Linked DNA regions of Mus musculus: regions 2, 3, 4, 5 and 6 are each linked to region 1. The links are chromatin contacts, called in public Hi-C, HiChIP or PLAC-seq and promoter capture Hi-C maps. All regions are on one chromosome and are shown on one strand. The core of a region is the stretch at or near the end of the contact, and the rest is flanking DNA. Distances in the headings are between cores, read along the strand shown. Region 1 holds the start of Mn1 (meningioma 1). Region 2 overlaps Gm29935 (a long non-coding RNA gene). Region 3 has its middle 16 kb from the start of Gm29935. Region 4 has its middle 37 kb from the start of Gm36535. Region 5 has its middle 13 kb from the start of Gm36481. Region 6 has its middle 4.0 kb from the start of Gm36481.

What was found. Promoter capture Hi-C pulls out the DNA fragments that hold promoters and counts their contacts. A called contact is a pair of places that touch in the nucleus more often than the background predicts. HiChIP or PLAC-seq counts read pairs in DNA pulled down with a chosen protein or histone mark.
Region 2: an H3K27ac HiChIP or PLAC-seq map of VIP interneurons shows a contact between it and region 1, with 7 times the contacts expected there. The contact joins the enhancer-like site here to the promoter of Mn1 in region 1. A contact is called at or near these places in 4 of 39 promoter capture datasets (the 3T3-L1 cell line, hippocampal neurons and liver), 28 of 484 Hi-C or Micro-C datasets (the C2C12 cell line, MC3T3-E1-derived osteoblasts, the STO cell line and 15 more), 18 of 115 datasets of contacts at active chromatin or transcription factors (the NIH/3T3 cell line, VIP interneurons, a beta-TC-6 cell line and 15 more) and 1 of 9 other capture datasets (embryonic stem cells).
Region 3: an H3K27ac HiChIP or PLAC-seq map of the NIH/3T3 cell line shows a contact between it and region 1, with 10 times the contacts expected there. The contact joins the enhancer-like site here to the promoter of Mn1 in region 1. A contact is called at or near these places in 7 of 39 promoter capture datasets (the 3T3-L1 cell line, embryonic stem cells, frontonasal cranial neural crest and 3 more), 20 of 484 Hi-C or Micro-C datasets (the MC3T3-E1 cell line, MC3T3-E1-derived osteoblasts, cortical glia and 9 more), 14 of 115 datasets of contacts at active chromatin or transcription factors (the NIH/3T3 cell line, bone marrow-derived macrophages, craniofacial prominence and 10 more) and 1 of 9 other capture datasets (embryonic stem cells).
Region 4: a promoter capture Hi-C map of hippocampal neurons shows a contact between it and region 1, with 11 times the contacts expected there. The contact joins the enhancer-like site here to the promoter of Mn1 in region 1. A contact is called at or near these places in 4 of 39 promoter capture datasets (the 3T3-L1 cell line, embryonic stem cells, hippocampal neurons and 1 more), 1 of 15 datasets of contacts at CTCF or cohesin (the NIH/3T3 cell line), 21 of 484 Hi-C or Micro-C datasets (the C2C12 cell line, brain, brown adipocytes and 11 more) and 18 of 115 datasets of contacts at active chromatin or transcription factors (the NIH/3T3 cell line, SST interneurons, craniofacial prominence and 11 more).
Region 5: a contact with region 1 is called in a Hi-C map of cerebral cortex, with 5 times the contacts expected there. The contact joins the enhancer-like site here to the promoter of Mn1 in region 1. A contact is called at or near these places in 15 of 39 promoter capture datasets (the 3T3-L1 cell line, the C10 cell line, the HPC-7 cell line and 9 more), 1 of 15 datasets of contacts at CTCF or cohesin (the NIH/3T3 cell line), 37 of 484 Hi-C or Micro-C datasets (CD4 T cells, LSK cells, the P5424 cell line and 17 more), 18 of 115 datasets of contacts at active chromatin or transcription factors (astrocytes, cardiomyocytes, craniofacial prominence and 11 more) and 3 of 9 other capture datasets (adipose tissue, embryonic stem cells and pancreatic islet).
Region 6: an H3K4me3 HiChIP or PLAC-seq map of forebrain shows a contact between it and region 1, with 4 times the contacts expected there. The contact joins the enhancer-like site here to the promoter of Mn1 in region 1. A contact is called at or near these places in 4 of 39 promoter capture datasets (embryonic stem cells, liver and trophoblast stem cells), 1 of 15 datasets of contacts at CTCF or cohesin (the NIH/3T3 cell line), 2 of 484 Hi-C or Micro-C datasets (cortical neurons and embryonic stem cells), 18 of 115 datasets of contacts at active chromatin or transcription factors (SST interneurons, VIP interneurons, bone marrow-derived macrophages and 13 more) and 2 of 9 other capture datasets (liver and pancreatic islet).

Annotation. Positions count from the first base shown.
Region 1 is chr5:111,415,423-111,419,160 of GRCm38.p6, forward strand. It overlaps Mn1 (meningioma 1), which reads left to right and starts at 1,878. Exons shown (of 3, transcript NM_001081235.2): 1 at 1,878-2,241; 2 at 2,397-3,738. The coding sequence starts at 2,744.
Region 2 is chr5:111,897,033-111,900,770 of GRCm38.p6, forward strand. Gm29935 (a long non-coding RNA gene) reads left to right here. Exons shown (of 3, transcript XR_389544.3): 3 at 623-945. It overlaps Gm36794 (a long non-coding RNA gene), which reads right to left. Exons shown (of 5, transcript XR_880587.2): 4 at 215-292. Among named protein-coding and RNA genes, the nearest start is that of Gm29935, 5.7 kb to the left of the region's middle. Within about 2 kb of position 1,724, at least 7 of the 459 cell types and tissues checked have an H3K27ac peak or open chromatin away from gene starts, as enhancers often do. A contact at or near this core is called in VIP interneurons, where this site is marked.
Region 3 is chr5:111,875,137-111,878,874 of GRCm38.p6, forward strand. No RefSeq gene overlaps it. Among named protein-coding and RNA genes, the nearest start is that of Gm29935, 16 kb to the right of the region's middle. Within about 2 kb of position 2,150, at least 72 of the 459 cell types and tissues checked have an H3K27ac peak or open chromatin away from gene starts, as enhancers often do. A contact at or near this core is called in the MC3T3-E1 cell line, the NIH/3T3 cell line, embryonic fibroblasts and 3 more, where this site is marked.
Region 4 is chr5:111,828,074-111,831,811 of GRCm38.p6, forward strand. No RefSeq gene overlaps it. Among named protein-coding and RNA genes, the nearest start is that of Gm36535, 37 kb to the left of the region's middle. Within about 2 kb of position 2,033, at least 4 of the 459 cell types and tissues checked have an H3K27ac peak or open chromatin away from gene starts, as enhancers often do. A contact at or near this core is called in hippocampal neurons, where this site is marked.
Region 5 is chr5:111,719,070-111,722,807 of GRCm38.p6, forward strand. No RefSeq gene overlaps it. Among named protein-coding and RNA genes, the nearest start is that of Gm36481, 13 kb to the left of the region's middle. Within about 2 kb of position 1,897, at least 9 of the 459 cell types and tissues checked have an H3K27ac peak or open chromatin away from gene starts, as enhancers often do. A contact at or near this core is called in cerebral cortex and embryonic cerebral cortex, where this site is marked.
Region 6 is chr5:111,701,858-111,705,595 of GRCm38.p6, forward strand. No RefSeq gene overlaps it. Among named protein-coding and RNA genes, the nearest start is that of Gm36481, 4.0 kb to the right of the region's middle. Within about 2 kb of position 1,929, at least 19 of the 459 cell types and tissues checked have an H3K27ac peak or open chromatin away from gene starts, as enhancers often do. A contact at or near this core is called in cortical neurons and forebrain, where this site is marked.

The sequences.
Region 1 (3,738 bases), core at 628-3,127:
ATTACACAAAATCAATATTTAATCACAGACCAACAACCTGATCCTGCAGAAAAATCCTTTTAAAACTCCACCACCCTGCACAAATACTTCTTCCCAATGCTTATTTATGGGCCCCGTTTTTTGGTGGGGGTAATTTTCATTTTTAATTTCAAAAGAAAAAAAAATCTGTAGACTGCAGGAAAAACCCGAGCTTGTTGCAGCTTCCTGAGAGCTTTTATTTCGAGTGTGTGAGGGTGGGGGTGGGGGTGAGTGAGTGTGTGGGGGATGGGTTTGTGTGTGTGAAAGAGTGTGTGTCTTGGGTGTGTGTGTGTGATTTCTTGAGACGTCTCTTGGGGCTTCCTGCCCCCCCTTCCTAAATCGAGCCCATTTTCCAACGTTTCTTTCCTCAGAAGCTCCAGGGAGTAATGAATCGGCCGCGAATGACACGGTAACTTTTAACTCATGCCCGCGACAGTGGAGTGCTTAATCTGAGGTTTTTAAATAAAAAGGGCTCCGGGTTGGTTTTATTATAACGTTTATTTCATTTCAGATTTCATGCGTAATTTAGCAAACGCTAGACAGACTTGGGCGATAAACACTTTCTTTTGTGGGGGGGGGGAAGGCATTTTTATACACCGTGCTTAATTTTATTTAGATTTAATAGCGATATCGGGGGCACTTCAACGAAAGTTTTTTTTTTTTCTTTTCCCCTCTTCTTTTAAGAATCCTGGCTTGCCAGCAAAATTGTCTCGCTTTATTTCATGACAAGGAAAATTAAAAGCCTTTCCGCCCCTCCTCCCCTACTTACACTTTGAGAGGAAAACTCGCACACGCATGCTGGCGCTTGGGTGCGCGCGCGTCCACAGAATAAACACCTCCACCTCCTATCACCTCCAACTTCTAACTTTTAATTGCAAGATAGATTTCAGCCTCTACTCCGTGAGGAGTAGAAAGATCTAAACAATTTTAAGTAAGATTATTGGGATAAATATTCCATATGAAATAGGGTAGGTATTAAATCACTCTTATTGATTTTAGTATCACAATCCAATTCCGTTCTTTGACCTCTTCAGTTTAATTGATCTTTTAAGGAGGCCAACTTCGCGCCCTTCAGGGCCTGGGCCTGCCTGCTTGTGGCCGCAGCAAGGTGTCGCCCCCACCCCCGCCCCCACCCCGTGCGCCCTTTGCGCGTCGCTCTCCTCAGGGTTTCGCATTGTCTCGCCTCGTCGCTCCCGCGCCGGGCTCACCCGAAGTGGCTCCACAAAGCGGCCGAGGGTGCGTGGCTTCTTCCCGGTGGAGCCAGCGGCAGAGAACCGGAAGCCGCGGACGGTGGGAGACTAGGGAAGGAGCGAGCCAGTCTCTGGTCGCAGAGACAACCTTACTTCGTGTTTCCCCTCGGCGATCACCTCGTGAACTTGCCAGGGCCGGCTCCCTGGGGCGCTGCCCCGGGCTGCAGCACAGGCGACACTTAGCGACTTTCCCTGGCGCGTCCGGGGACTCTGCCAGGCTACCCCATTGTCTGTGCGCCCCGCACAGCTCACCGCCCACCTCCCCGCCCCCTGCCCACCCCGCAGGTCGCGCTGGCTCCGGTTGGGGGTGGGGAGTTGAGAACAGCGTGAATGGGAAGGGGGCGGACAAAGCCTGGCTCCCGCCGTCGTCCTAGGCTCGCGCCCTCCCCAGCCGGGGGCACCTGGGGCGCACCCCCAACGCCGTAGCGCCGGACCCGGAGTAGCGCGGGTTGGTGGCCGGGCCTGCGCAGCCGGGACCCGGGACCACCTTAAGAGCGAGCCCCGCCCCCGAGCCCGCTCGGGCGGCGCTGATTGGTGCAGAGGTAATGGCTGGAATGGATTGCTGAAACGCAAAACTTGTTGCTGCTTCTCCCGGCGCCGGCGAGAGGCAGACGCGGAGCGGAATCCCGGACCTCGCAGCGCCTCGCCCGCCCCGCGCGCCCTGCTCGCCCGCGCGGCCCATTCCCGGGTCCGAGGGGACCCGTGGAGTGCGGAGGCGGGAACCACAGCTTCGGAACCGCCGGCCCCACGCCTCCCCTCCCGCGCGCGGCCCGAGACTCCCGCGAACTCGCGCGGCGACCGGCGATCGAGCCCGAGCCGCGGAGCCGCGGAGCCGCGCGTCTCCCGCAGCCTGCGTTCCCGCTCCGGCGCCCGCGTCTACTGCTGTGAATCCAGCACCGGCGATGAGGAGCGGAGCAGCCCGTCTTCCGAGCCGCTGAGGCTTTCGCCGCCGATCGCCCGCGGCCGACCGGAGGTGCGGGAGCCGGTGCGGCCCGGGAGCGGGGACTCGGGGCAGGGGAAGGACCAAGGGGCTCCGCTACGGCCCCAGCCGCCGCGCCGCGGACTCCAGAGGTGATCATTCTGCTCTTCCGTCCCCTTCCCTCCCCCCTATCTAACTTTTTGTCTCAGCTCGTCGGCCTCCAGGTCTCCTCTCCGCATACCCACCCGCGACCGTGCCATCGACCCGGGGCATGGGCCCCCCGACAAGGCTCCAGGAGGCGCCGCGGCCTCGCAAGACGTGAGAGGCCCGCTTGGGTCGATTTCGAGGTTCCGAAGAGCAGCGGAGAGAGCTCCTAGCCAGCGCCCGCGCGCTGGGCCGGGCGGCAGTGAGCGCTGCGCCCCGCGGTGCAGAACGTCCCGGAGCGCCGGAACCTCGGCTGAGGCGAGTACCTGGCCGGAGGCGCGCGGCGGAGCAGGCTGTCATGCCCTATTGATCCCCTCCCGCCCCCCCCCCGCCCCCCCCGCCCCCGCCAAGTATGTTTGGGCTGGACCAATTCGAGCCCCAGATCAACAGCCGGCACGCTGGTCAGGGCGAGGGGAACTTTAACGAAGCCGGACTGAGCATGAACGCCCACTTTAAGGCTCCTGCCTTCCACGCCGGGCCTCCTACTGGCCCCGTGGACCCTGCAATAAGCGCTCTGGGCGAACCCCCGATCTTGGGCTTGAACATGGAGCCCTACGGCTTTCATGCGCGCAGCCACTCCGAGCTGCACGCAGGGGGGCTGCAGGCGCAGCCTGTGCATGGCTTCTTCGGCGGTCAGCAGCCTCACCACAGCCATCCCGGAGGCCATCACCCGCACCAGCATCACCCCCACTTTGGGGGCAACTTCGGTGGTCCGGATCCAGGTGCCTCATGTCTGCACGGGGGCCGGCTGCTTGGCTACGGAGGTGCAGCGGGCGGCCTGGGCAGCCAGCCTCCCTTCGCAGAGAGTTATGAGCACATGGCGGAGAGCCAGGGGCCGGAGGGCTTCGGCCCGCAGCGGCCAGGAAACCTCCCGGACTTCCATAGTTCGGGCACCTCGGGCCACGCCGTGCCTGCCCCGTGCCTGCCTCTGGACCAGAGCCCTAACCGGGCTGCCTCTTTTCACGGCCTGTCCGCCTCTAGCGGCTCGGATTCTCACAGCCTGGAGCCCCGGAGGGTGACGAACCAAGGAGCCGTAGATTCCCTGGAATACAATTACCCGAGCGAGCCGCCCTCAGGACATTTTGACATGTTTTCACCCTCTGACTCTGAAGGGCAGCTGCCACATTATGCTGCGGGTCGCCAGGTTCCCGGGGGCGCTTTCCCGGGTGCTTCTGCCATGCCTAGAGCCTCAGGCATGGTGGGTTTGTCCAAAATGCACAGCCAGCCACCCCAGCCGCCTCCACAACAGCAGCAACCGCAGCACGGAGTGTTCTTCGAGAGGTTTGGCGGGGCCCGAAAGATGCCTGTGGGTCTGGAGCCTGCAGTGGGCTCCAGGCACCCGCTAAT
Region 2 (3,738 bases), core at 474-2,973, 480 kb after region 1:
CCACAAGCCTAGTCCACATTTAATACTTCCATTAAAGAGAACCCTTCCAATAAAATCCCACAAACGTCTATAAAGTTTCCCTCAATTAGAGGCCACCTGTTGAATGAGAGACCCCAAAAGGCGTGTGCTGCTCAGATGAAGTTTTCCAGCTTTGAGCCAGTGTGGCAACTGCCACCATACTGTGCAGAATAATCTTGGAGCTCGGAGTGCTCACCTTGCAAGCAGAAGGGCCTGGGTTTCATACTCAGCAGCACATAGTAGGAGCTTTGCTTTCTCTGTCCTGGGCATGGTCCTGTGTAGGATGACAGGGAAATCTAGTTGCAAACCACTAAATGACAGTAACTTCCCCATGGGAGACAAACACACCCACAAATGCTCCCCAACTGTGCCCTTAGGGGGCACAATGTACCCCATCTTGGAAGCCACTGGTGTCAAGGAAGAAATGGGTGGGGGGACATTTCTTCTGTCCATACTGAATACACCACACCTGTTTGTTTAGCTTTTCACCCACCCAAGGATATTTCCAGATGCTCATTATGCCTTGTGGGCCCCCAGAGATCTATCGAAGGCCCATTTGATTGTCTGAAAGGCATCTCTAAGATTGTCTCCTGTTCCTATCCAGTGATAAAGACCATGTGCATGTGGAGGACAGTGCCTTGCCATCCCAACTCAGCCTGGGAAGAAGCCACAGTTCTACAGAGCCAAGCACCACATGAACCAGCATTCTGGATCCTGTGGGGGCGCTGCTCAGGACTTCCAGGGAGTGATGTGTGAACAGGAAGGTGACCCTTCCTGCTGGGGGTTGGAGGAGGGGAACAAGCTGGCTGGCTGGGTATCCAGGTACAGTCCTTTCTGTGAGCGTGAGGCACTGATGGGCTAAGGAGCATTTGAGAATGATGCAGTTACGAACAAAACAAAACAAACAAAACAAAAAGAAAAAACAAAAACAAAACAAAACAAAAACCCCAGACAAGCTCAGGAAAGGGGCAGGAGGTGTTGCAGGTTGGGGACTTCCATCTGGAGCTAAAGCCCATGAAAGGGACTGATGTTGGATTCTGGCCCTGGTAAGGCCACCACCGCAGGAGAGAGCTGCCCTGTGGAGGTGATGGACAGACCCAGTCAGGGCTGACCACACTAAGCTGGAAGCAGGCAGCTGGTAGAAGGGGTCCTCATTTTACTCTCCAGCCCCACACATGTTCATCACTGGTGCCCATCAGCAGAAACTCCCAGTCTGAAAGCCAGAGACAAAGAAGTGAAGAGCCAGCCGCTGCCGCCACCATCACAGAAGTGAAGGGGCAAATGGGGGAGGGGTGTGTGCAGGACCTGCAAACACAGCAGCCCTACAAAGACCCTCTCTACACGCACTCCGTGAAAAAGTAAAGGTACAGACAGTACGGTAACTGCACCAAAGTCACACAGGCAGGAGAGACGGAGCTCATCTGAACAGGCTCTGGAGTGTGGAGAACCTAGGCTAAATCTCTGCCCTGACAGAGTCTCTGATCTTAATGGTTACCTTGTGCCTGTAAAGTGGGCTTAGTGGTTCCCGCATCCGTGGGCTGCGGAGGGCAGATGGAGCACGTAGAATGAGGGAAGCGTTGGGTGCTGATCACTGACTCAGACAAGGCCTTCCCCCCAACTCCCGGCAGTTATTAACTAGCGTCAGGCTCTGCATTATGTATGGGGCAATTTGTCTGCCTCTCCCTCCACCCGCAGCATCGATCCCCACGCTCAGCGGCCTCATTGAGATGCAGGGCCACAGCCCTGGGACTCCATCCCAGTGTCTGCTCAATAGCTTATATTTTTAATTTGTCAATAATCTGTTCAGACCTTGGACTGAGCCCCGTGGAAGGCTCAGCAGGATTGCTGCCTAGGGAGGGAGTGTTGCGCACCAACGGGAGGGGACAGTGACCCCTTGCATCAAAGCAAACCTGACTGAAGATGAGGAACAAAAGGGGGTCCAACCAGACACTGGAGATCAAGGGAGCCACAGGCTAGGCATGCACACACCAGTCTGTGTCCCCCTGTCTCAAACCTAGCTCAGGTGCCGATGAACTTGACCGAGACACAAAGCCTTTTGGAGACCCTGCTCCACGTTTGTGAAGAGTGTGAATGGCTATAGAGCAATCTAGTATGTTCCTTCAGAACGACCTTTAGCATACAGAGGGATGTGGCATGCATTAACTATTCCATTGTCACTAAACGTTTTCTTTTTAGAGTCCAGTAAGGAAGACAGTTGGCAGTGAGCACCAGTGGATCTGCAGAGCCTGGCATCGCCAAAGAGAAGCTTCGTTTCCCAAATCATTCCTGAGGAAACTGAAGCTCGGAGAGGATAACTCTCCCTGGCCCAAGGTCACTCAGCAGGGCCATGCAGTTCAAGCACTCAGACAGAGCAGAACTTCAGTCCTCACGGTTCCAATCACGTATGTCAGAATCCTTGACACAGAACAAGACAAAGCCCCTCAGCCTTGCCTGGCATTTGTGTGTGTGTGTGTGTGTGTGTGTGTGTGTGTGTGTGTGTGTGTGTGTGCTTCTCTGACAGTCCTGGATGCTGTGGGGAGGTGCAGGAGGCTTCCTCCCTTCTTTGTGGGTCCTCATACATCCTTCTACTCTGATGTACCTGTTTCCCCACCCCATGGAAGGAAGAGTCTAGGAGAGGCCTCAGAGCTGGAAGGATGGAGGTGGCTTCCTCCAGGAAACAAAGTCCTGTCCAAGGTCAGGACTTCCCAGATCAGCTCAGGATTTGCATATGTCACAGAAGGCCATCTTGGCTGCTGGAGCCCACAGCTTCCTACCTCTGACATCACCAATGCTGGACACCTGACCCCACAGTTACCATTTGCATGATGTGTCTCTTCCTGCAGGATTCACTGTCGGCTACAGGAGAAAATGTAAGGCTCACCATTCTGCAGGGTCCTAGAGGCCAGGCCCCTACGCATATGGGAAGCAGCTAAACACAGAGGCTGTGACATTTTTCCCACTTCCTGGGTATATAGTTCAAGGTGAGCCCACCAGCCAGCTGAGTGCCACAAAATCTGAGCCACTGGGGAGTCAGAGGGTTGAGACTACCTCAATCCCTCCCTTTGACCCACTATTTCCCAAGCTGATTACTGCACAAGCTCTAGAGAACTGAAGGCACATTGCCTCTCCCTTCTTCAGCTTGGGGACCTCAGGAGCCTGGGGACTTTAGCTTCTGTCTCCAGAGACCTTTCCCCCAGAGTCTATGTCTGTTGGTAGCTATATTTCCCCCAGAGAGCTCTCTGGCGCTGACAGAATCCCCATGTGCCCATAAGTTGGAAGCTACAAATGCCCTTGAGACTCCTTCAGCACCGGGTGCTCTCATGGGTGAACATGGGTGCTCTACAATGCCAGATCTTTGAGAGCCTCTGTAGCCACTACATCCCACCCATTCCCACTGAGCAGGCAGGAAACTGAGGCAGGGTATCTTGAGACACTGCTCAAAAAAGATGGGGCAGATGGTATGGGGACAGCCTTCTTTCACAGTCCATTAGTCTCCCTAGGAACACCTGGACCAGGGAAACTTCAGAAAGCCTCTGTGCCCCCCAGGGCTCTAGAGGACACAGGATGGATGGATTCTCAACCATCTCCTTCCCCAGGATGGATGTGGATGCTAGTGAGGGGAAGTGAGTCCCTAGCCAGTGTGCACCAGTATCATGCAGTGTGAACACAGATGGTTCACAGCTTCACCCTCTAAATCTAACTCTGTCACCAGCCTTGTCA
Region 3 (3,738 bases), core at 900-3,399, 460 kb after region 1:
CCAGGAACATCAGCCAGAGGATGCAACACCTTTCCCTCCACCCCAGGAAAGATGAGCAAGTTGGCTCTGTTGCAGAGTGAGATGGCACAGTCCAGGGCCACATGTGCCAGGATGCCAGTCCAGGGTCAGATGGCAAAGTCCAGGGTCAAATGTGCCAGAGTTCTATTCCAGGGTCAGATAGCACAGTCCAGGGTCAGATGGCACAGTCCAGGATCAGATGTGCCAGGGTGCCAGCCCAGGGTCAGATGGCACAGTTCAGGGACACATGTGCCAGGGTGCCAGTCCATGATCAGATGGCTCACTGGATGGTGTCTGCTTTTCCAGCCAAGGGTCTCAGCCCTTGGAATGGTGCCTCTCACACTCCCAGTGGAAGCTCCCAATACACAAAGCCAGAGGTGTCTCCCAGGTGACTCCAAGTCCACTCAAGACCATGGTGCAAATGAGCCACAGGCTCTAATGGAGACAGACTAGACCTGCTGAGTTGTGGAGCACTATGAAAGAGCTGACCTCTGGTGCCGACTAGGGCTTACAGTCTCAACAGGAGACCCAAAGGCTGAGCAAGACATTGACACAGTCAGATGGCTGCCACATTCCAGGTGTGAGAGAGTACAAAGGTAACTCTTAGACACCTAGAGCTGGGCCTGCTTCCAGAGGCCTCTCAGCCCTAGGCTTCTGCTTGCCTCGTCCTGTTGAGCTCATCTGCTGGCTCCACTCAACACCCTAGCCATTCATTTATTCACTCACTCATTCATTAATTCAAGTACTTACCATTAAGTCATTCACTCTCAAACTCACTTGGTCGTATGTTCATTCATTCATTTCACATTCATTCATTCATTTCATATTCATTCATTCATTCATTCATTCATTGTCTAATGTCCATTGAGTATATATAATGGTTTATTTCTCCCTGTAGTAAAAATACAAAATGAGGCAGTAACTATAGCAACACCACCACTGTGAAAACTGTTGTATAGCAGGGGCAACATCCACCAAACAATGCAGTACCAATTAATCACTCAATTTATTCATGTTTTTGGTCCAGAGTCCTGGAAGCAGGAGCAGAGCCTATGGAGACATAGAGGAGACACCCTGCCTGGCATGTGTACTCCTCAACTCCTGTCCCAGCCTCTCTCTTTACATCTTTACATGGTCCTTACACCATCCAGCAGGAGTCACCCTCAAACCCAGGCCCTGGAAACCTCAGCCCCAAGCCCTTCCCAGGTACCCATGAGCCCTCAGTGACCAGCGGAGAGTCACCCCTGGGCACACCTGTCTTGGAAGTCTCTCCCAATGTCAGAGTGAGGGAGGATGCAAAGCCAGCTGGCCCGCAGCCTTAGGAGAGAATCTGCTTGCTCTGCTTATTTTTCAGCTCCTGGATTCATTAGTGACTTCAGTACTAACTCAGAGTCATGCATGTATCCCTATCTGTCCCCAAGATACTGAGGGTATGAGAACAGAAATTTTAGTTCAGGAAGAACATTGTGATTTTCCAGTTGCTTGTGAATGGGAAGGATCTGGCAATGTTTGCTTTAGAACAAGGAGGCACAGTCAGCCAAGTATCCCACTGCAAGATCCATGAGCTACAAGACCCATGCACCTTCTGCAAGGCCTGTGCAACCTGCTGCAAGACCCATGTACCCCACTGCAAGACCCATGCACCCCACTGCAATGCAGCCCACTGCAAGAGCCATGCACCCCACTGCAAGACCCATGAACCCCATTGCAAGATTCATGCACCCTGCTGCAAAACCCATGCACCCCACTGCAAGACCCATGAACCCCATTGCAAGATTCATGCACCCTGCTGCAAAACCCATGCACCCCACTGCAAGACGCATGCAGTTTGCTGCAAGACTCATGAACCCTGCTACAAGACCCATGCAATCTGCTGCAAGACCCATGCACCCTGCTGCAAGACCCATACACCCCACCACAAGACCCATGCACCCCACTGCAAAACCCATGCACCCTGCCACAAGACCCATACACCCACTGTAAGACCCATGCACCCTGCTGCAAGACCCAGGGTCCCAGAGTCAGGCAGTTGAGGGCCCAAGAGCAGATAACCTACCACCCTGGCCTCAGCATCAGAGAAATTCCTTTTAAATGACTTCATACACTTCCCCACCCACTGAGTTTCACTCTTTGGCTAACAGATGGGATCGGCTAACCATTCCCAGCCCTCAGATAAAGCAGTGTCAGGCAGCGAGGCCCCCTCAGAAAGGCATGCTTGGATAATAAATTCCAAGGCATCCCGCCATCTGCAGACTGCCAATCACAGGGGCGCCGGGCACACCAGGGCTCCCAGCCTGCTGCTGCAAAGGAGCTGGGGCAAGGAGGGGGAACGACCTCAGTGGGTGGGGAGGCAGCCTGCCCACACTGTTGCCCCAGTCTCCTGTGTGCTTGCTTTGCTGTGACCTGTCTCAGGATGCAGGCAGCCAGGCCATCCTTTCCCAGCTTCCCTCCTGCATCCCTGAATATCCCTCTTGCCATTTATGTGGTGAAGCCAAAGACATTGTGGTTTGAAACTCTGCTCGGGAAGAGGCCCTGCTGCCCAGATGAGCCGCCCCCCCTCCTTCCCCTGCAGGGATGGGGCTGTGGTGTCAAATTTCTAGAAGGACATAGAGTTAAATGAGACTAGCTGTGGACTGGTCTTGTTGGTGTGTCTCTGTGGCTGTGGTGGTGGCATCTACAGGGATGCTTGGGGTTGCTTACCCTAGGCTGGGAGCTGTTCTCAGGTGAGACAGGGCAGAGGTTGCTGGGCCCTCAGGTGTCATCACTTAAAGGGACTGAAGTGGCTTCTGGGGCTTGCTCTAAGATGCTGAGCAGGGCTATGTGGACATTATTGTGAAGTTGGTAGAGACGGTCCTAGAGAGGGCTTGGGGAACAAACTAGCCTTCCTTTGCTTTCCCACACTCCTTCTTCTTGGTCAGGTGGCTTTAGCACTCTTCTACAGTTGGGGCCAGGGTAAAATCAAGGCTAGGATAGGCACAGGACAGCCAAGGGCAACCTTGAGAGCCCCTGGCAGACTCTGCAGACTTGGTGCTTCTCAGGTTCAGAGAGGCACCTGTCTTAGCCTTGAAGATCATTGGAGATTTCAGAGAGGGATCCAGATACACAGGCTGTGGCTCTCGGCAAGCTCACATCAACACTGGCAACTATGGAGCTGCTGAGCTGGTCTCAGAGTCAGGCCCAAATTAGCCAAAAGATGTAAGTTGGGGCCACGGATTTCCAGATCTGGGGATAAAGAGGAAGCAGCTAGGTAGAAGGGGCCATCCCTGGTCTTTGCAGTCTTCCATCTATTTGATCCTGAACCTTCTTAGGGGGTTTTAGAATTTAAGTCCTAGAGATGATGGGGCCCACAGCAGAGTGTGGGGGGGGGGAGGCGGCAGGGGGAGAGTTGTCCCAAGTCACATGGCAGTAGACAGGCAAATCCCAGTGTGGTGAATTGAATTTGCTTGGCCCAGGGAGTGGCATTATTAGGAAGTATGACCTTGTTGGAGTAGGCGTGGCCCTTTTGCAGTTGATGTGGCTTGTTGGAGTGGGTGTGGCCTTGTTGGAGGAGGTCTGGCCCTGTTGGACTAGGTGTAGCCCTGTTGGAGGAAGTGCGTCATTGTAGGGGTAGGCTGTGAGACCCTCCTCCTAGCCACTTGGGAGCCAGTCTTCTCTTGTTTGACTTTGGAACAAGATGTAGAGCTCTTAGGGTTTTGTTGCTGTGAACAGACACTGTGACCA
Region 4 (3,738 bases), core at 783-3,282, 410 kb after region 1:
GCATGTTGCTTCCTAATGTTGCTATAAAATACCTGAGACATCAACTTATAAAGAGAGATGGCACCTGGGGCTCTCAGTGGCTGCTGCCCAGGGCCAGGGAGGGGGCAGCATGCCCAGGTGGGATCTTGTGATGGAACAAACTGTTTATCTCATGGTGGCCAGGAGACAGTGAGACAGAGTGGAAGGAGCTGGTCCTAATATCTTCCTCAGGGACACATCACAATGACCTCACTTCCTCCTACTAGGGCCCACCTCTTAAAGGTCAGTCACTTCAAACGGCACAACAGACTAGCTGAGGCTCCCTAGGCCTTTGGGGGACGGAACAGACTACAGGAAGCTTCTTTGAGATAGGGGAAGCCACCACTCCTGTTCTCTGAGGACAAAGAGCCAGGTCAATGATGAGTGTTCAGTACCCTACTCCTGTCTGTGAGCTACAACTCCCCTGCCCTAAACTCAGTGGGATTGATGAGTTCAGACCCAGAGAAAATATTGGGATGAAGGAGAGACGTGAGTGTATGGGTACTGGGAGAGATGTTCCCTTTGGGAGACTGTGCCTCTGTTTTGCAGCCAGTGAAACGGCAACCTGGTAGCTTTTGTAAGTTGATGGTCCTTCCATCAGCTGCATTGGCGCATGGGATGGTGGTAGAGGGTCTCTCTCACTGGGCAGGAAAAGGCAGCAGGGAAAGCCTTCGTGATCAGTTACTCAAATATCACAGTGACTTCTGGTAGGTCACAAGTTGGGAGTGAGGCCAGTGGAACAGAAGAAGCTACTAGGGGAAGTGTTGGGCAATGGTGTCCAGTCGAGTTGAGGTCTTGAACCCTGGTAAGACCCGGTGGTGGTAATTTCCATCTACATGGTATGGAAGGCGTTCCCTCATGTCTCCTGGACCCATGGGTCCTGTCAAAGTTACCGCCCCCACATCCCCCACAGGAGAAGCTCGTTGCTATCAGTTATGTAGGCAATGTCCCAAGCTTCTAGCCTTCTGGCTAAACTCCTCCTCACAGTTACCTAGCAACAGTAAAATAACATAGTCCACTATAAGAGGGGCTGCTTGGCCCCTTCTTGCTCTCTAAGCTCTTCCTTTTACTCTCTTTCTCTTACTCTCTTAAGCTTTAACTTTTCTTACTCTCTCTCTAAGCTTTTACCTCTCTCTAAGCCTTCACCTTTCTTACTTTCTAACCCTCTTTCTCTCTTTCCCTTCTCCCTTCTCCCTTCTCTCCTCTTGGCTATGGCCAGTCTCTCTCTCTCTCCTTTTATCTTCTCTCTTTCCCCCTGCCTTTCTCTCTAGAATAAAGCTCTAAAACCATAGACCATCTCTGCTCATCAAGGCCAGCCGTGCTTGGACAATGGGATAGGCTTTCTTCTAGTGAGCCTCTTCTAACTTCCCGCTAGAAGGCCTTCCTGTGCTCCAGTCACGGACTGGTCTAAGGACTCTTGCCTGCTTGGGAACCTCTCTCCCTCTGCTCTCTTCCCATATCTCCGGGGCAAGAGTGTAGCCCCGGGGCCCCTATTATGTTCTCAGCTCCTCTGCCGTATCCAGAGTGGGATGCCAGTCACTTGAAAACCTGGTACCGGGGGCTAACCCTTGTCCACCCCCTGCCGTGTGGGGTCAGTGGCTTCACACAGCCAGATGCCCACCAGGGGCCTCGTGGAAAGTGTCCTGCAGTCCTCCCGCATCTGCCTGCTCAGAGCACCGGAACTCTGGCCTGACGCAGGCATTCTCTCCCACTCCCCTCTTCCCCTACACCCATAGCCCCACAGGGAAGTGGCCAGCCTGGGTCAGGAGAACCCCCAGCATCCCCAACGTTTTAATCTGCACCATGGCTCTGCTGCCTTGGCCAACTTTATACAGAGTCATATCAGCATCCCAGGCCTGCCTGCTTTCAGAAGAACTGGCAACTGGATCACATCGGGGCATTGGAGGACAGGGGTGCAGAAAGATCAGTAGGCACAACCAAAGCCCAAGCCACCCACCTGGCAGCCGGACCCAGACTTGGCTGATGGTGCCTTGTTGCCCGGTGTCTGGCCGACAGACAGATTTTCACAAAGCAGATTCCCTTTGCATGCCTGGGTCCTTCCCACCCAACTGTTCAGGCATCTGCTTCTCTTAAAATGTATTTATTACATCAAGAGGAATGATAATGGCCTAGGGCTAGGGCCCTGGTAGCCGTGAGAGCCCTTCCCCACAGCATGCCTTCCGGGACCACAAAATGTGTCACTCATAGGCTGGAGGTCTGTACAAGGTCACTAGAGTCAGAGATCAGCTGTGTGGGGCCGTAGAAGAACACAAGATGGTTGGAGGTGGGAGCTGGAGTCAGCTTGGGCCCTGGATGACTTTGCATGAGTTTCTGGAGCACTGGGATCTCCTGTTCCCTCCTTGCGTGATGGGATGAGTAGGGGTGACTTCCCCAAGAACACAAAGTAAGCCAGCACTATACATACCTAATCACACACTTACACACACACTTACACACTCACACACATTTACACACTTACACACACTCCAGGACCTTTCTGAGGCCATTTCTTTTAACTGCTTCTACAGGGTTAAGAATTCAAGCGAGTGGGACTCATGCTTGCCAGCACACACGTGCTCATGCATGTGTCTATGCATGTATCCGTGTTCACTCATGTGTACATGCATTCTCTTGCTTGCCATGTTGTTAGGTGCTTGACAGAATAGGAGGAAGGGTATGGAAACCTTGTTCCTTTTTACTCTCATAGCTTCATTCATCGTAATCATGACTAGCAGGTAAAAATCCCTGGGTCTGCCTCAAGAACTGGGCAAACATATTCTCTAACATACAGCAAGCTCAACCTACAACATACATACATACATACATACAAACAAACAACCTTAAACACACAGCAACCTGCAACACACTGCTCACTGTCTGCATGGCAAGAACTAAAGAACACTGTTTCTTAGAGAGGCAAAGTGTCCATCCACCATCACACAGCAAGTACATCCCACCCACTGGGACAGAGGTTTCAGCTGCCGATTGAGTCCCTGAGTTTCTATCTTCAGGTTTTTGAGCATTGGGAGGCTGAAGCCTGGATTCCATATGATTTTTTGCCACCTTCCCCTCAGGCAGCTGACTCAGAAACTGAGGCAAAGTGGGGGTGACTTCCCCAAGAACAAAAGTAAGCCAGCATTACACACACACTCACACACACACACTCACACACACACTCACACACATACTTACACACACAAACACACAAAATCACACACACACTTACAACACACACACACACGTATACACACACATTCATAAACTTACACACAAACACACACACACATACACAGACTCACACATTTACACACACATACACTCACACATACACAGACTCACACACTTATATACATGTACAGATGCACACTCACACACACTTACACACATACTTAAACACACAGACACACAAACACACAATTTACACACTCACACACACATTTACACACACGTATACAATACATATGCACACACACACAAACACACACTCAGACACATACACACTCACACACATTTACACACACTTATACACTAATACACATACACATGCACACTTACACACACACACACACACACACACACACACACACACACACACATTGAAAACTACTCACACAAGCCTCCTGCCATCTTCCCACTTCATCCCTTGCTTAGTGGTACCCGATGGATTCTGAGGGATCAATCCTGGCCTTGCTCTCAAAAGTTGACATCATTTACAGCACC
Region 5 (3,738 bases), core at 647-3,146, 300 kb after region 1:
TGAACATGTCAGATGAACATCTGGACCCTTCAGAGGAAGAAACAGGTCTGCCTATACTGAGCCTCCCACTACACTCTGCTTTGAGGGACACCTAAGGTCACCAGGGCCGGCAGGGGCAACTTCAGGATGAAAATGCTTTGAGAATCTGTTGCCATGGCAACTGCCACCTAGCCAGAATTCATCTTTCTCTTTGACCAAAGTTGTCAGAACAGGGTGGCTTCTCTTTGCCTGGTAACTGAAATCTGGCTGATTCTGGGGGGTTGGGGGGCGGTGAGCAGAAGACACAGATTTACTGAAGTCCTAGGAAGTCACAGGAGACACCCTGAAAGTCTTTGTTTCTTCCATTTCTGTTCAAAAGGTAATAAACGGGCAGGCAGAGCCCTGGGCAGAGTTCATGCACAGATTCTGTTTTGCATTATTTCTTCATGTAATTTGAGCTCGCTCCTGCCTCTGTGTCAAAGTCCTGGTGTCATCAGTAAAAGATATCCTAGTATTTCTCATTCCATGTAAGGCCCCCAGTGCCCTCAAGGTCTCCTGTACCCTTGAATGTGTCCTGGGCCAGAGCTGAGTGGGAGAAAGTGGAGACCCCTATAGCATATGCTCTGCTGTCAGGCTGGCCAGAGATACGCAATGCCTCAGATCTGACACTAGTCAGCCTTTGTGTCACCAAACACTGCACATGGGCAAGGTGAATTGAGTTGTCTAGTTATCTACTCATCGACAGATAGGCCAATCCCACACCCAATCACCCACCAATCACCCGCCTTCTTCCCATCCACCCACCCATCCATCCATCCATCCATCCACCCATCCATCCATCCACCCATCTCCTTTCTTCCCATCCCTCCCTCTCTCTCCCCTCCCTTCACCATCTATCCTAATACCCACCTTCTGTCACATTGTATAAGATAATCACACAGCTGAAACATGTGACCATACTGCAGACTCCACTGCCCTCCATGCACAAGTTGATAATTCTCAAGTCAGACCCAAAGACTCAGAACAGTCCCAAGTTCTATATGGCTACCAAAAAAACCAAACCAAATAAAAAACCAAAAAACCCCTCTGTCCCCCAAGCCCAGCCCCTGCTAGAAGAGAGCATCATAGCCCTTCAGGTCTTGCTGAAGACTGTGTGGGTGATGATGATACCTCTAAAGCACGCTTGTTCCCGTCATGTGGGGCACTGCATTGTTAGAGGCCAATGGTCCTACTTTCTCCTTCTCTCTCCTTTTCTGTCACCTTCTCTCTTCATCCTTTCATATTCCCCACTGGTGCCAGTGTCTGCGGCTGCCTCCCCAGCCCTCTGTGCTCATCCACCATGCTGAACTTGGTGAAGCTCAAGAGCTTGAAGACAGGAGACAAAGGCTCTTCACAATCCAGGAGTCAAAGGTGATTATTAAAACCAGTGTGAGACAGGGTACTGGGGAGAGATGATATGTGTGGAAATGCCACAAAAGGTTGGAAAGACTACCAACCTTTTCTCCGTGCATCTATCCATTCATCTATCTACCAATTCATTCACATGTCTGTCCATCTGTCCTCTTGTCTGCCCCTCTGTGTGCCCATCTGCCCACCTGTCCATCCACCCACCTGTCCATTCACATGTCTGTTCGTCTGTCCCTCCACCTGTCTATCCATCATCTCTTCATTCAGCTTCCCCGGGCTTTGACCTCCCTTTATCCTCCTTCCGAACGCCTACATGTATGACCACTCTCACTCCATGTGACAGCTGGCTGCATCCCAGGCAGGCCACATAGCCCATGCACGCTGGAGCCCCACTTGCTTTGAGGTAAAGAAAAAAGAAATCTGGCAAATGTTGGGAGATGGTGTTTGGAGATCTCAATCCAGGACGCTGAGCGGGAAGATAGCACCTCTCTTGGCAGTAAGCCCTTCAGTCTGTCAGTCCGGCTGCTGAGCCCAGCCCCCTCACGTCTTGCCTCCCTTCAGGAGGAGGGGTGCTCAAGCTGTGGGAACTGACACCCTGGATGTGTGTCAGGGGGTGGGTGGGAGCCACGTGAGGCCTTCTGTTAATGAGGGTGGGGTCCCCACCCACTGAGGAAGCCAAATGGCCCCACCCACTGAGGAAGCCAAATGGAGAGAGAGAGAGAGAGAGAGAGAGAGAGAGAGAGAGAGAGAGAGAGAGAGAGAGAGAGAGAGAGAAAGACAGGGTTGGGGAGACACCATGCCAAGGTGACTCCCAGCTGTCTGCAGTCCAGCTAAGATATCACATGGGCAAGAGGGAAGTCATCCCCCCTCCCCACATCCCCCTGCTTCCTTTCCCTTCTTCAACATGGAGGTTTGCAGAGGGGCTGAAGGAAGGGGGTGAGATGCGTGCTAGGAAGCTCAAGTGAGCACAGATAGCTCCAACAGGCCCACCACCACTCCCTCAGGCTCTTGCACAGGAGGCCCTGAGGGCTGGCAGCCGGCAGCCTTTGTAGGAGGACAACCCTGATTCCCACCACAGGGTTAGTCACAGGGATTACGGGGTGAATGGAACAGCGTTCCTCATTCCTCATGTAGTTGGTGCCCCAAATCCTAATCCTTTCAAAGACTCTGCCAGCCCATGCTGCCTTGCGGACAACTCAGAGCTGACTCTTCCTTCGGGCAGATACAGTTTCTTGACAGTACACCGGGCTGCTGGAGTGGAAACTGGTTGTCAGTTACTGGCTATGGCCTCGGGCAGGGGTCTTTTGCAGAATTCAGTCAGCCTCCTCTGTATGGCTCTTGCTTTAAGTTCCATCCTGTCCTATTTTCCTCCCTTCCTTCCTTGCCTGGGGCCTCTGCTCTGTTGCCCACTGCCTCTCCAACTCCAGAAAACACTTCTGTGTACGTCCGAACACTTGGCTGTGAACCAGCTGTATAACCTGAAGCAAGAGCCTTTCCACTCTGGTCTTCTGTTTTTCTGATTCAAAGACGGTTGGCTTCAAGGTTGACTCTGAGGGGTCCTATAACCCACGGCAACCAGTCTGTTGTTCGTAGAAGTTCATCATATCTATAGGATGTCCTGAAAAAGGATGTCATTGGTTGAACCCACCACCTTGTTCCCTCCTCCAAGCCTAAGCTTCTCTCTGCTATTGGTCCTCTGAAGAAGATTGAAATCATGTCCTCCAGGAAGCCTTCCTGGTGTTCTCTGTGAACCTATATAACCTTCATGCCTATTCACATGGCAGCCTGGTTTCATGGTGCCCTTGAGAAGCACAGGGGCTCCTCAGGCATGTTTACAGAGTTTACAGTATGAAGTCAAGAGAGACTCCCTGGGACTGGAGAGACAAGATGGCTCAGTGGTTATGAACCTTTGCTGCCCTTGCAGGTGGCCTGAGTTTGGTTCTCAGAACCAAGTCAGTGGCTCCAGTTTTAGGAGAAGCCTCTGAAAGCTTTGTTCTCATGTGCACACACACACACACACACACACACACACACACACACACACACACACTTAAAATAATAAAAATAAATCTTAAAAAGAGAAATTCTCTGAGTAGCTGAGACAATAAGGTCTGACCAGGACCTTGAGGCTCCCTTTGGGGCTGGAAGACTCATTAATAAAAGCATTTAAAAATGGGTCCCAGAAGGAAGTTCGAGGACAGTGTTATTAATGGTCTAAACAGGGTGGGTTAGCTGTAGAACTAGGCTGGCAGGGAGATTGGAGACAGTCATGTCCTTTAAGTGTCTGTCGGAGAAATAGCAAGAAAACCCATAGAGAAAGCAGGCGAAGGCTAGAGCCCAAGCAGATCAAGA
Region 6 (3,738 bases), core at 679-3,178, 290 kb after region 1:
CCCTGCGGCCCCGCCCCTGCGGCCCCGCCCCTGCGGCCCCTCCCCTGCGGCCCCGCCCCTGCGGCCCCGCCCCTGCAGCCCCTGAGGCACGGCCCCTGTGGGGAGCCCATCTTCCCCCCCACCCCCCATCGGATAATCTCATGATTTCATCAAGTTCCAAAGCAAAAGAAAGGAAAAATACCATCGCTTTTATCCCCGCGGCGAGCTACAGAAATTGCCTTTTATGAAAGTCCTGTGGTCCCCGAGTATTCCGTGGCTCTCCAAGCTGACGGACTCTGCATCTTCCTCTGTCTTAAGTGAGGAAAGGACTTAGTTTCGGCCTCAGCAGTGTGAGTGGATGAGCGAGCTCAGCCGAGAGGCTACTAGTTCTGTGGTCGGTGACAAAGGTCTAGAGGCCTGGCCCTGTTACCCAGAGAAAGAGGATAGGGTACCACAAATGCTGTTGAGGACATGGGTCAGGCCCCCTCCATGCCAGGGAGGGGCCTGAGTGAGGCAGAGCTTTTCAGAGTCCTGCTGGTCAGCAGCAATATGCTCCGGGGTTCCCACTGTGAATAAAAAGGACGCCGGCTCTCACTCCTGCAGATGTTCTGGGACCCAGCATCTGTGCACAGCAGGAATGGTCATCACTTGGCTCTGTGTGTCTCTTCCAAGTGAACCTATTTTGTGTGTGTGTGTGTCTGTCTGTCTGTCTGCCTGTCTCTGTGTGTAAGTGTGTATCTGTATCTCTGTGTGTGTGTATGTTTGTGTGTGTATCTGAGTATGTATTTCTGTGTGTATCTGTGTATGTGTGTGTATCTGTGTATGTGTGTGTCTGACTGTGTATGTATCTGTGTGTGTGTATCTGTGTATGTGTGTGTCGGAGTGTGTATGTATCTCTGTGTGTATCTGTGTATCTCTCTGTGTCTGTCTCTCTCTATGTGTATCTGTGTATGTGTGTGTGCATCTGTGTATGTGTCTGTATCTGTATATGTGTGTATATCTGAGTGTGTATGTTTCTCTGTGTGTATCTGTGTATGTGTCTGTGTATCTCGGTGTCTGTCTGTCTGTCTGACTGTCTGTCTGTCTGTGTGTATCTGTGTATTTCTGTGTGTAATTGCATCTGTATATCTTTGTGTGTATCTGTGTATATGTGTGTGTATCTCTCTGTGTCTGTGTATGTGTGTGTGTATCTGAGTGTGGGTATATCTCTGTGTGTATCTATGTATGTGTGTGTATCTGTGTATATGTGTGTATCTGTGTCTCTCTCTGTGTGTATCTCTGTGTGTATATATGTATGTATGCATGTATCTGTATATATGCATGTATCTGTGTATGAATGTGTATCTCTCTGTGTCTCTCTGTCTGTTTGTCTCTGTGTATCTGTGTGTATCTCTATGTCTATCTGTCTGTCTGTCTCTCTCTATGTATCTGTGTATGTGTGTGTATCTGTGTATGTGTGTGTGTCTGTGTGTGTGTGTTGGAGGAGGTACACCTATGTGCCCCTACATGTATAAGACTGAGGATACCTACCTCAGGTGACCTCTTTCTAGATGTTTCTTGCTCCCTTTAAGATGGGGTCTGTCATTTGCTTACCAGTCAGGCTAACCAGCGAACTCCAGGCATTTCCATCTCCCCATCGTCAGCACTGGGTTATAAATGTGTACCACCATACCTGGCTTTTTGGTAGGTTCTGGAAACCTGAACTCCATTTCTCATGCTTGCATGCCAAGTACATTCCTGATTAAATCGTGCCCCCACCCACCCCTCATCAAGCCATCTTAGGGTAAAAATAAGTCTCTAGTCTAAGATTAAAATTCCCTTGGATGCCCCTCCCCTCGCTCTGTAAGGCTGAAGGTAAACAGGGTTTGTTCAAAGCCTTGGAAACATTCCTGCATAATTGTGCCTAGTTATTAATGGTAAGACACCTGATCCTAGCTGGGCTGCACACCCGGATTCTGCTTTCTCTCCCTGCCGTTGCCAGGGCTCCCGTGTGCGACATCCGCGTGGCATGTCACACACATGGAAATGTGTGGTATGACAAGCACACTGTGTTACATTATACATTCTATACAATGTGTGTAATGGGATGTAGTGTATGACATATTCAGTCCCTTCTCAGCAACCACAGGGCTTGCCTCCAGACCTCCCTGGGCACCAGGATCTGGGATGCCCATCCCTTACATACAGTGGAGTGTTGCGGCATTTGCTGAGGAGGCTGCTGCACATGTCAATCACTCCCATGTGACCTTTGACCCCTGCTTCAACATGACAGCTGTGGAGACAGTTGCTGCACCTCATTGTCTGGAGAATGATGACAGGTTCTGCATTGAAAATGGTCTGAAGAGGGCCAGAGAGATGGCTCAGGGGGTAAAGGCAACTGCAGCCAATCCTGCTGACCTGAGTTCAATCCCCAGGACCCACATGGTGGGAAGAGATAATCAAATGTCAAAGTTGTCTTCTGACCCCCACATGTACAGTGTCATGTGTACCTCCTATAAATAAATAAATACAATAAAAATAGCTTCTGTAAAGTGCTGGATGAAGCCGACCGAGGGTGTGTTGCTGTGGGAACAGAGGCTGACTGCACACTAAGGGAGGCATGTAAAATAATCATGTGTGTAGGTAGAAGTCAGTGGCTTCCACACCGTCTCTCAACTGCTCAGCTTCGGGGCTCTGAAAATAGCTAACCTGGAGACTTCAGAGAAGACGCTAAAGAAGCGAATCACAAGAAGAAGCCAGCTAATGATGAATTATAAGACACGTGACACAGAGCCCAGAAGGCGAGCGTATGAAAAGCACAGTAGCTAGTGGCTGTCGCCATCGTCACTGTCCTGGGAAAGCTGCATGGCAATTTGCTCTTTGGGGAGCAGAAATTCACTCTTTGGGGTTAAAATGAAGTTTTCTTTGAAATGTCTTTGTGGTGTATGTGTGTGTGTGTGTGTGTGTGTGTGTGTGTGTGAGAGAGAGAGAGAGAGAGAGAGAGAGAGAGAGACAGAAAGACAGAGACAGAGAGAGACAGAGAGACAGACACAGAGAGACAGAGACAGACACAGAGAGACAGAGAGACAGAGAGACAGAGAGACAGAGAAAGAGAAACATACAGAGAGAAACAGAGTCACAGAGAGATAGAGAAACAGAGAGAGACAGAGAGATGGAAAAAGAAAAACAGAGACAGAGAGACAGAGAGATGGAGAAAGAGAAACAGAATCAGAGAGACAGAGAGAGAAACAGAGACAGAAAAGGGGGTGGGGAGCAGATGGCCAGCAAGCCTCTCTGGTCCTCTGGCTTCTGCCTCTCATGGTACTGGGGTTCCAAACACTCTTGGCCACACTTGGCTTTTTATCATGGCTTCCAGGGATTTGCACATCAGCCTAGTTTTAAGTTCAGAGATTTTGTCTCAAGGGGCTTACATCTGGTCCCCATGTGCACATAGCAATTCTCATTGTATGCCCACAAAGCAGGAGACTGGGACCCCATGAGCGATCCCCTTGAGGATGAAGGACAGTCCATCCTCCCTTCCAGTGGTCCAACCTTCCAAAACAGCTCCCCTGAGACCAAGCCTTGGGCACACAAGTCTTTAGGGGACACCCACCCCAAACTCAGCAATCACCTGGCCTTTGGAATGATGAGCCCAAGGAATGGGAACAGTCATGGTGGGCTCCATGCCTACTTGAACCCAGGACACACAGAAAGGAGCCACACAAGGTCACATTGTAGCCACACTGCTTCTGGCCTTCTCTGGGACTTCTGGGGGAATCA